Regions from separate parts of the Sus scrofa genome. Here region 1 is linked to region 2. The links are chromatin contacts, called in public targeted proximity ligation maps. All regions are on one chromosome and are shown on one strand. The core of a region is the stretch at or near the end of the contact, and the rest is flanking DNA. Distances in the headings are between cores, read along the strand shown. Region 1 overlaps DCUN1D3 (DCN1-like protein 3). Region 2 holds the start of LYRM1 (LYR motif-containing protein 1).

Region 1 (4,931 bases), core at 1,469-3,968, 43 kb before region 2:
AGTGGGTTGATACACAGGTACTGTAGCAGGTGTTCATTTCACGGTAGCACTGCTATTACATGGTATGTATAGGTAAGGAGACCAGGAGGAGCGAATTCTCTGTGGAGAAAACCCAGCCGTTATGGAGTTTGTCAAAGCTGTGGTATCTGTAAAGCAAATATCTATAAGGCAAACTATTTCCTCATTGATGGCTGTTAAAAAATTGAAGGAAAAAGATAAGTTAACTGAAAATCTGGCAGGTCCAACAGAGAGGAAAGTTGAAGACTCTTAGCTTTTCACCAACACTGGAAGCCCCCTTTCAATTCAGTTTTTATTATTTATTTATTTATTGGTCTTTTCTAGGGCTGCACCCGTGGCACATGGAGGTGCCCTGGCTAGGGGTCCAATCGGAACTATAGCCGCCGGCCTATGGAACAGCAACATCAGATCCAAGCCGAATCTGTGGCCTACACCACAGCTCACAGCAACGCCAGATCCTTAATCCACTGAGCAAGGCCAAGGATCAAACCCCAAAACCTCATGGTTCCTAGTGGGATTCGTTAACCACTGAGCCACAACAGGAACTCCTCAATTCAGTTTTTAGGAACACTTCCTTCCCTTCAGAGTGAGACTGCAGTGTTACGTTTCACCAATAGGTGCCTCCATCACATCAGAGTTCCCCTTTAGAACTGGAAGTATCATTTTCAGTAAAGCCTTTGCTTTTTATCACCTCTCAAATTGTCAACATTCTAAATTGCAAAGGACATGGGCACAGGTACACACAGTTCCGAAACTGATAGAGATATTAGCTATACTCCAGAAAAGCTGAACTAGTCCAGCATGCAGTACGTATCATTACAAAAAACCTCACAGATCGCTCTATACGCTGGGACCCCGCAATTCCACTTCAAGAGAATTATCCTATAGTAATAGGATAGTTTCTCAAAAACATGTATAGAGGGGATATTATGGGGTCATTACAATGTAAATCTAGGTGGTTATTATTTTTAAAATTAATGCGTTCGTGTGTAAATAAAATCTCTAGTGAAAGAGATCTGTAAGAAGCAGCAGAAGACCAGATCCAGACTCCCTGACTCTTGAATCCCAGCTTTCCTACTTTTTAGTTGTGGGAACTTGAATAAGTTATTTAACATCTCTGTGCTTGGTACATAGTAATGGTACATATCTTACTAGGATTGTTATAAAGATGAGATTATGCATTCATAATATATTGTAGGTTGTATAAAGCATGGAGAGTTACAGAATATCTGTATAGTGTGAATCTATTTCTGTAGAAAAAAAATATACCAAGATATGCATGGGCTTGAAACAAAATCTGGAAGTTTATATGCCAAAATATGAACAGTATTTATCACTAGCTAATGGGATTGGCAGATTGAATTTTACCAAATGCTTTTCTGTATTTTTTTAAATCAGCATATATTGCTTTTATAATTAGAAAAAAGCATTCTATTGAAAAGTAACTTGCAAATTTGGATATTTGAGGCAGTGTTTCACTTTTTCTTTTTCTTTTTCCTGCTTTTTTGGGGTCTGCATGTGCAGCATATCGAAATTCCCAGGCTACACGTCAAATCCAGTCTACAACTGCGGCCTACACCTACACCGCAGCTCAGGATACTAGTTGGGCTTGTTACCACTGATCCACAACAGGAATTCCCAGTGTTTAGCCTTTTAAATGTAACTTCTATTAAGATCTGGCCCTATGGGAGGTCCCGTTGTGGCTCAGCGGAAACAAATCTGACTAGTATTCATGAGGATGCAGGTTCAATCCCTAGCCTTGCTCAGTGGGTTTGTAGGTGGCAGATGTGGCTCAGATCTGGCATTGCTCTGGCTGTGGTATAAGCTGGCAGCTATAGCTCCGACTCAGCCCCTAGCCTGGGAACCTCCATGTGCTGTGGGTGGGGCCCTAAAAAGACCAAAAAAAAAAAAAAAAAAGTCTGGCCCTATGAAAGTTGGCAACCAGGAGGCCAAACTGAAGAGCTTGATTTGGAATTGAGATACTACAGTTTTTGAAGTTCCCTTGTAAAGAGCCAAGTTCCCCAGGTATACTGCTGACCTCAGCTGCAAGGTCCTGAGAACACCTTGAAACCAAACGTGTTGCAGGATTTCTTTCCTGCTGCAGCTGAGTTCCAAAGCTGTGGGAGCTTAGCTGCTGTCTACCTCATGAGACTCCAGTCCTGAGAGACAAAATAAATGTCTGCCTAGGTTGGTGCTTCAGCTCTGCTCCTGGGCAAGTCACTTAACCTGAAGTCCATTTACACAGCTCTGTGGGGATATATCTACTTTTAAGGATTATTATGACTATTCAAAAACTCAGTTTTTGGAAAATGACCAAATAGTGATCTGGATATGAATTATTTTCCCTCTCTGAGCCTCAGTTTCCTCATTGTAAAAATGGCAACATTAGTACTTACTAAACAAGGTTGTTTTAAGAATTAAATTAGGGAAAGCCTACATTGTACTGAGGATCATCTTCTAACTGCAGGATAATAGAGCAGATGAGGGCTCCCTGTGCCAAAAGCACTCCCTTTGCTCCTAGGACTAGTCAGAGCCATTTCTTTTCCTGAATGGGTGGGGCTGGAAGTTTCCCAATGGGCCCCCACTCCAGAACTCTGCAGAGATGGGCCCAGACCATAAGGTCTCTGAGGCCCCAGTCTGCACACACTGTTCTTTCAGCTGATGCTCGGTCTTTTGGAAGCCAAAGCTGCCAACTTGGCCTCTTGCAAAACACACATTCCATTCATAAGTGCGTTTGTGCATTTTTCCTCCCACACCCTTCTAGACAGCCAGTGCAGAGCTGCCAAGGCAGCTGCTGGAGAAGCAGCTTTTCATTTAGGGGAAAAAAGCAACTTGAAAGATTTTCACAGAACTCTTGGTTTAGGCTTTGAACGTACTACTCCCCAACTTCTCTGGCCTCCTCACCCATAGTGGGGTTGGGTTGTTCAGGATACTCAGCCATGTTCAATTTCATTTCCTTTTTTCTTCCCCCCCTTGTAATACCTTCCCTATTATAAAGGAAACCCAGTAATAGAAACCTGAAAAATCCAAAAAAGTTAAAATTACATCTAATGCCACTATTTTACAATCTTTCCATTATTCAAAAGCAGTTTTTAATAGCTGCATAATATTCCAGTGTGTTGATGTGTGTCATAATTTCTAAAACAGTCCTCTGTGGTCAACACTGAAGTTATTCCCAAATGATGCTGCCAGTCATATCCTTGCCACATCTTTGGCAGATAATATTTCTTGAGGAAAAATTCCTAGAAGTGAAATGATTGGTCTAAAGACTATGAACACTGAAGGTTTTATTTTTGGGGGGGGGGATTTTTTAAAAATTTATTTAATTTTTTTTGCTTTTTCATCCACACCTGCTCCATTTAGGAGTTCCCAGGCCAGGGATCAAATCCCAGTCACATCTGTGACCTATGCCACAGCTGTGGTGATACCGGGTCCTTAACCCACTGTGTCAGGCTGGGGATCAAACTGGCAACACCAGAGACAAGTCGGATCATCAGCCCACTGCGTGACAGCAGGAATTCCCACTGAAAGTTTTTTAAATTCCAGGAAAGTTTGTGTTTGCTAGCATCAATTTGTTTCATATCTTTGTCAGTTTGATAGGTTAAAAGTTTCATTATAGGTTTAATTTCTGTTTGTTTGAATCCCCTTTAGGTTGAAAGATTCAATATCCTTTTTTCCAGAAGCTTTTTGGCCAATTTTCTTTAGTGAGTTGTCCATATCTTTTGCCCATGTTTCTGTTCTCTTTTCCATACTTATTTTTTAAGGTATCCTGTCAATTATTGCAAAAACGTTCCTAGTTTTTAAAGGTAGTACGTTTTAGAAGTTTGTTCTTGTTATGATTTTTTTCTATTTGCTTTTATGGGTAGAAAGTCTTGACATAACCAGAGAGCAATTTAATATCCATTTATATATATATATAGTTTTGAATGATTTAATTTTTATACCTTTATTCCTCCTGGGACTTAAATTTTAGCATATGGTAACTCTTCCCACAAATACTTAGATTTAATCCAATTTATCTTACTTAAAATGCAGTAAAAGAGCCTACATTATTTATTATGTCAGCCCACGTATACAACAGCCTTGTGTCTCTGTCTTCTGTCTTAACGCTAGTACCATATTGTTTTATAGCTCTGTATTGTGATATACTAGCAATTTCAGCACCACCCCAGGTAAATATTGTCGGCCTATGGAGTCCTCAGCAGCATGGATTACAAAATACTATTTAAAAGTTAGATGCTCTGCTGCTGACTGCATTGCTGCCATATTCCACTAGGACTTTCTCAGCACCCCTGAGGTAAGAAGAAAATCAGGATTGGAATGTTACATAGGAAGAATGTTATACCCACAAAAGACCATTACAGCTTTCATAGGTCAGGACATCCTTGGAAGGAAAGGAAGTGGAAGAGGTTAGGAGGCTAACTCCCTTGCCTTAACTTCCCAGGCAGACTAACGCTTTTGGATCTAGGTCAGAATTGAGAGCTAGAGAATGATTTGCAGAGCTAACGGAAGCTATGTGCTTTGGCAACTGATTTGAGAGGAAGGAAGAAGCCAGTACTGAGGTGATTCTACTATACTCTGGGCCCTCAGCACCACCTTCAGTGTACCATTCATGCTTAACGACAACAAGAAGTCCATTCCACACACATACAGTGAAGCTTAGCTGGTATTAGTATGAGTTAGTTGCTTATCCCTCATCTAATCAAAAATTGGATTTTAGCCATACAGCACCATGACACTTCGAATAGCTCCATGCTCTAGATATAAGCACCCAAATCACCCCCACCTCTATTTGTAAGGCCCTGGCTGGGCTCAAAAACTCAGGCCAAAGCAGATACAAGCCCGAGAGTCACCTGGAAAAATAAGTACATGTTTTGGATGAATACTTTTTAAGTGAAAAAGTCTCCCCCTAA
Region 2 (5,231 bases), core at 1,681-4,180:
CAAATCAAGGAGTCCTGACCAGGCCTCTCAAGTGGACAATCTGGTCAAGGTGAGGCCACAAAGCAGCTAACACTGGAAATGAATGGCCCCAACAGAAGGCAAAAGTAGGTTACATCACTTGATTATATGCCAGCCCCAGAGATGCCAACAGAGTGGGACTGTGCCCGCAATGGTCATTTATCTAATGTAATCCATGATGTCAACTTTCAGCACCAACCTACACCTCAGCTGAGTGTTATTTATTAGTCATCAGGCAGACCAGACAAAAGCGGGAAGATTGCAACATAAAATCCGCCTAGAAAAAACAACTTCAAACTTAGATCCTGACGACCACCTCTGAAGACCAACAGGGTCATATTATTACCACTTGCCCAACCTTCAACCCTAAATTCATACACAGCTGGAAGCAAAGGAGGATTTATATACTAAAAACACATCTGGGGTACTCATTATGCAATTTTTAAAAGTTTATAAGACAAAATCCTGTAAAGAAAAGGCATGCTCTCAAACATCTCACTGAATTCTTTCTTCCCTTTTTTTTTTTTTTTTTTTTTTTTTTTTTTGTCTTTGTAGGGCTGCACCCATGGCATACAGAGGTTCCCAGGCTAGAGGTAGAATCAGAGCTGCAGCTGCCGGCCTACACCACAGCCACAGCAATGCCAGATCCAAGCCGCATCAGCAACCTACACCACAGCTCATGGCAAGGCCAGATCCTTAACCCACTGAGCAAGGCCAGCGATGGAACCTGTGTCCTCATGGATGCTAGTCAGATTCATTTCCACTGAGCCATGACAGGAACTTCATCTCACTGATTTTTTAACACATGGCTTGAGATCCATCTGCCAAAAAAGTTCCAGATGACCACTGCCTCCTCCTCTCCCACTCTCAGCAGGGTGACTTTTTTTTTTTTTTAAATATAATAGGCCAAGTATACCCTCAAAGTAGTATGTGGTAAGACTCTAGGAAAGGCAACAGAATTAAAACGGAGCATCATTTTACAATTCCTTCTCCTTCTTACTCTTATTTTGCCTACCTATTTATGAGCCTATTTCCACCTCTCTGACCTAGAATCTTTTCACTCTCCTCTCTCCCCTAACCCATCTTCCCTCATCTCCTTTCCGCCTACCTCTTTTTTCCTCCCTGAAACTTGCCAAACTCACTCCAGACAGTTTCTGCACTAGCTACTCCTTGAACTTGGAAGGCTCCTCCCCTATCTCTGCATAATGGGCTCCTTTTCATTCGAAGCTCAGCTTAAGCGTCACCTCCTCCGAAAGGTCTCCGACTATATCTCAATCAGACACTTTCTATCACATCACTCTTGTTTCCTTCAGCACTTATCAAAATCTCATTTGCTTATTTATCTGTCCCCACACCACCTCCACTCTAACCTAAGCTCCAGGGCAGCGTGGACCTTACTGCTGTGTTCACCTTCACAGACCCATTGCCTGAAATAATAGCTAGCAATTAGTAGCCAGTCAAGAAAAGTTTGTTGATTGAATGAATTTTGGAGTTTTTAGTCAATGATTCCAATTCAGCTAAAATGAGAAAAGTAGTCATTTTTTTCTTCTGTTACATTTCTGTGAAACATCTAAACATGCCATTACTTGTACAATCAAAGCATTAAATATTCTGTTTTATCAGGCTTGAAAGCCCCGATGAGTAGAATGGAACCCATGTTATGATAATTTGTCTAGCAATAAGCATATAAATTCAGTTGCAGAGGAACAGGATTTATGGACTTTTTCTAATCAAATGATCCCTAAAATTTGGGCACCAACTCTTCAAGTTCTTCAGAAAACACAGCTCCAGATTCAACAAAGAATTTATTTCCAAATTTATAATCCAAAAAAGATTTCCAAAGAAAATATCAACACCAAAATAGGAATCATCACACTTCACTCTGAAATCCCTACAAAAGGCTAAAGTAGCACTACATTTTTTTCCCCCTTAAACCAACAGAATATCAACGGAGATCTTCTTCTTCAATCATTCTTTGCAATTTTCAAATGATTTTTTTACATCCCTTATTGGTTTACCTTCTTCCTTAAAACAAAACTAAACAAGTCACAATGTCTTATTTAACGCCACTTATATACAAACATTCAGCTAAATAAATAAGATGGAAATCAGTACAAGCCAAATGTGTCATCGAAGACTTGTGTGCCAGACACACAAGTGGAGAGAAAGATAAAAGAGCTATTGTCAAATTGTAGAAACAAAAAAGTACATGGGGTTTTCTCTTCTCCAAAGTGCATTATGAAGTGTGGGTGGAGAAAAACACAGAAATCCAGAATTAGCCTAAGATCAAAACATTCTGGAAAGAGTTGACAACATTTAAATTCCTCACATATAAAGTATTCAGAGGAAGAGACCTTGATTCCTGGACTATGATGCCATTCAGGAATCCCTGCAAGGCTTTGGAATTCCAGTATTCTTAGGAGAAAATGCTTATCTTAATCGGGAGCGACCGGGCATTGAGAAGTACTCCCAAAGAGACACAGCTTGTAACTGAAGTATTACAAAGCTTGAAGTTAAGATCTGGGATAGAAGCAGAACACCAAATTCAAAAGAAGGTACCAAGACGAAAGGGAAAAAGAAAAAGAAAAAAACACGATTACTACTTAGCCACGGAGAATTAAAGTGGAAAGGAGGGGTATGCATGGGGGAGGATGGGGGTGGGGGAGAATAGAAAAAAACAATACATTTGTCACCCTGTCCCACTTCCTATACAGGATACAGGCAAAGCTTCCAGCCCCATTACCTCAGGCACAGATGGTTATCGTTTACAGCAAAGGTGCATAGGAAGGCCTCCAGGTCTGAGCCCCTTAATTCCAGGGCTGTTAATGATTAAAGAGAAGGATGGGGGTGGGGAGGGAAATGAGGGCGGAGGAGCTGGAGATTCACCCACCACCTCCTGCTTGGGCTCCTACCTCACTGCACTTACCAGGGGCAGAAGACTAGAGTTTGCACTCCCTCCAGGGCAGCTCCGGCCCCCAGAGCCCCAGGCCTTGGGTGGCGGGTGGGGGGTGCCGGCGGTGGAGGGGCAGAGACAGTAGGTAAGTTTTCTGAGCCTGGGGCTGACACGCCACAGGGCCCCCTCACAGCGTCTTCCTCCAGCGGGACCAGTCCAGACAAGGCGCCGATTTCCACTCCTCCCCTTCTACCCCCCTTTCTCGAAGGTACCCAAACCCCCGCCCCTTCATCTCCCAAAGCCTCCCCTTTTCCTCATACACCCCCCAACCCCCAAACTCACAGCTGCTCCAGAGGTTCCTCCAGTCAAACCCTTTCTGGAAACGACGGCGGCCCGGCAGGTCCAAACCACCTACCATCCCCGCTCGCGTCTTCAAGCACCCTACCCCCACCGCCGCCGCCGCCTCTTCTTCCACCACTGCCGCCGCCTCCTCTTCATCTGCGGCCCACCGGCGGCGGCCGCCCCGAAACCCCGCCCCCTCCATCGCCTCCTGCATCATCACTTCCGGTAACCCCGCGGGCCGCCCGCTCCGGGAGGCGGAATAGGAGAAGGGCGGGGAGGGAACGAGGGGCAGGTTGCGTCACGACGTACGCAAAGACGTACGAAGCCGTCGCCAAGTAAGGGCAAAGACCTAGCGACGCGGAGGGAGGGCTAGGAGGAGATGGACTGGCCCATTTTCGGGGGGGGGGCTGGAATCCGGGGGAGAGGAGAGCGGAAGGGGGAAAGGAAAAATAAGAAAAGGTTGAACTTGGCTATAATTGTTGCGAATACGGTGGAGGGTGGTCTAGAGTGTGACGTTTAAGGAAGGCTCTAGCCTACCCCCGACCTGGTACGAATGCTCCCACGGAGGTTCGTCTGGTGGTTTGGTCTGGCCTGGCCTACCGGACCTGCTTAAGCTCTGTCGACCACGGCTCAGCTGGGCTCCCGGCGCCGCCTCCTCCCAGTCTGCCGTAGGCTGCGGCGCTTCTGTGGGTGGGGGAAGGCTGGACTGACGCAGAGTGAGTGTAGAGAATGGAGACGCTGACTCCTGGCGCGGGAGACTGGGGGAAGGGGTTGGCTCCCAAGGGGCAGGGATGGGTGAGGGTGGGGGGTGCGACGTTGCTAGGAGACGAGCCTGTGTGACCCCAGCCTCGCGAGGGCGGCTCGGTGTCCCCGCTGCTGGCGTGGGGAACCTGCCAAGGGAAGTGGCTCCAGGGCCAGGAAGGGGAAGCCTGGTTTGGGAATGCTGAAAATGCTGGTTTGGGGACCATCTGGGATGTCTGAAACCTTTGGATTCCCGAATGTCAATGGGAGATTAGTAGGGGCAAATTAGTAGGGCGAGGGAGGAAGGTTGACAGGACACCGATACTTTCTAAGATAATGAGAACTAGCTTCTTAGTGCAAAAGGCGTTGGTCTGTGATTCGAGTCTGGGAGAAAGTTAAAAAGTAAATCAATAAAAAATATCAGCAAGTGAGGAATGCCCCAAAGATAGTAATATCAGATGAAGTGGTAGAAGATGGGGTGAGGGCCACTTTAAATCCATAAAGCTACTCAGAGGAGGCTGAGTTTTGCAGAAATCCGAGAAAAGAAGGAAGGTAGGGAATGAGCTTTCTAGGTGGTGAAAAGAGCCAATGGGCAGGGATCTGAGGAAAGAAGGGAAGAAGGCCAGGTGCTTGGAGTAGGAAGGAATAAAAGCAAGAGCCAGGCAGAGTGGTCTGTGATGGAGAAGTGGCAGGGCTTGATCTAGTCTAGTCTTTTAGCCCACGGTGAGGGTTCGGCTGCTACTACATTACTGGAGGGTTTTAAGAAGGAGTGACCAAATCTGATTTATATTTTTAGCAAATCATTCTTGGCTATTGGATAGAGAAGGGTAGAAGTAGTCAGACCTGTTATGAGGCTGTTGCTGTAGGCCAGGTGAGAGGTGACAGTAGTGTTATGATCACAATGGAAATAGAATTGAATTCAGAATGTATTCTGGCTGTAGAGCTTGCAGGACATACTGCCAAATTGGATATGAAGTGTTTGGGAAAAGGAGGAACCAAGGATGACTCCTAAGAGAAAAAGAGTTTGGAAGGGACTATTTTGAATATTAGTTTTGATTAGTCTGTTAACCACAGGTAAAGGTGTGGAGAAGTTAGATATACAAATCAAGGGAAAACTCAGGTAATAAATGTAGCAGTTTATTCCTAGGTCACCTGAGAAGAGGGTGGAGATAAAGACAAAGGCCTCCAAACTCCTTGGGGGCTTTTGACATTTAAAGATGATCCAGAGAAGGAAAAA

Evidence for each region.
Region 1: a targeted proximity ligation map of skeletal muscle shows a contact between it and region 2. A contact is called at or near these places in 10 of 47 Hi-C or Micro-C datasets (brain, embryonic fibroblasts, fibroblasts and 6 more) and 2 of 2 datasets of targeted methods (alveolar macrophages and skeletal muscle).

The regions. Positions count from the first base shown.
Region 1 is chr3:25,192,783-25,197,713 of Sscrofa11.1, reverse strand. It overlaps DCUN1D3 (DCN1-like protein 3), which reads right to left. Exons shown (of 4, transcript XM_021086516.1): 4 at 1,663-4,931. The region is part of intron 19 of REXO5 (putative RNA exonuclease NEF-sp); the gene reads left to right. Among named protein-coding and RNA genes, the nearest start is that of LYRM1, 43 kb to the right of the region's middle.
Region 2 is chr3:25,149,711-25,154,941 of Sscrofa11.1, reverse strand. It overlaps LYRM1 (LYR motif-containing protein 1), which reads left to right and starts at 2,930. Exons shown (of 4, transcript XM_021086518.1): 1 at 2,930-3,056. It overlaps DCUN1D3 (DCN1-like protein 3), which reads right to left and starts at 3,441. Exons shown (of 4, transcript XM_021086516.1): 1 at 3,254-3,441.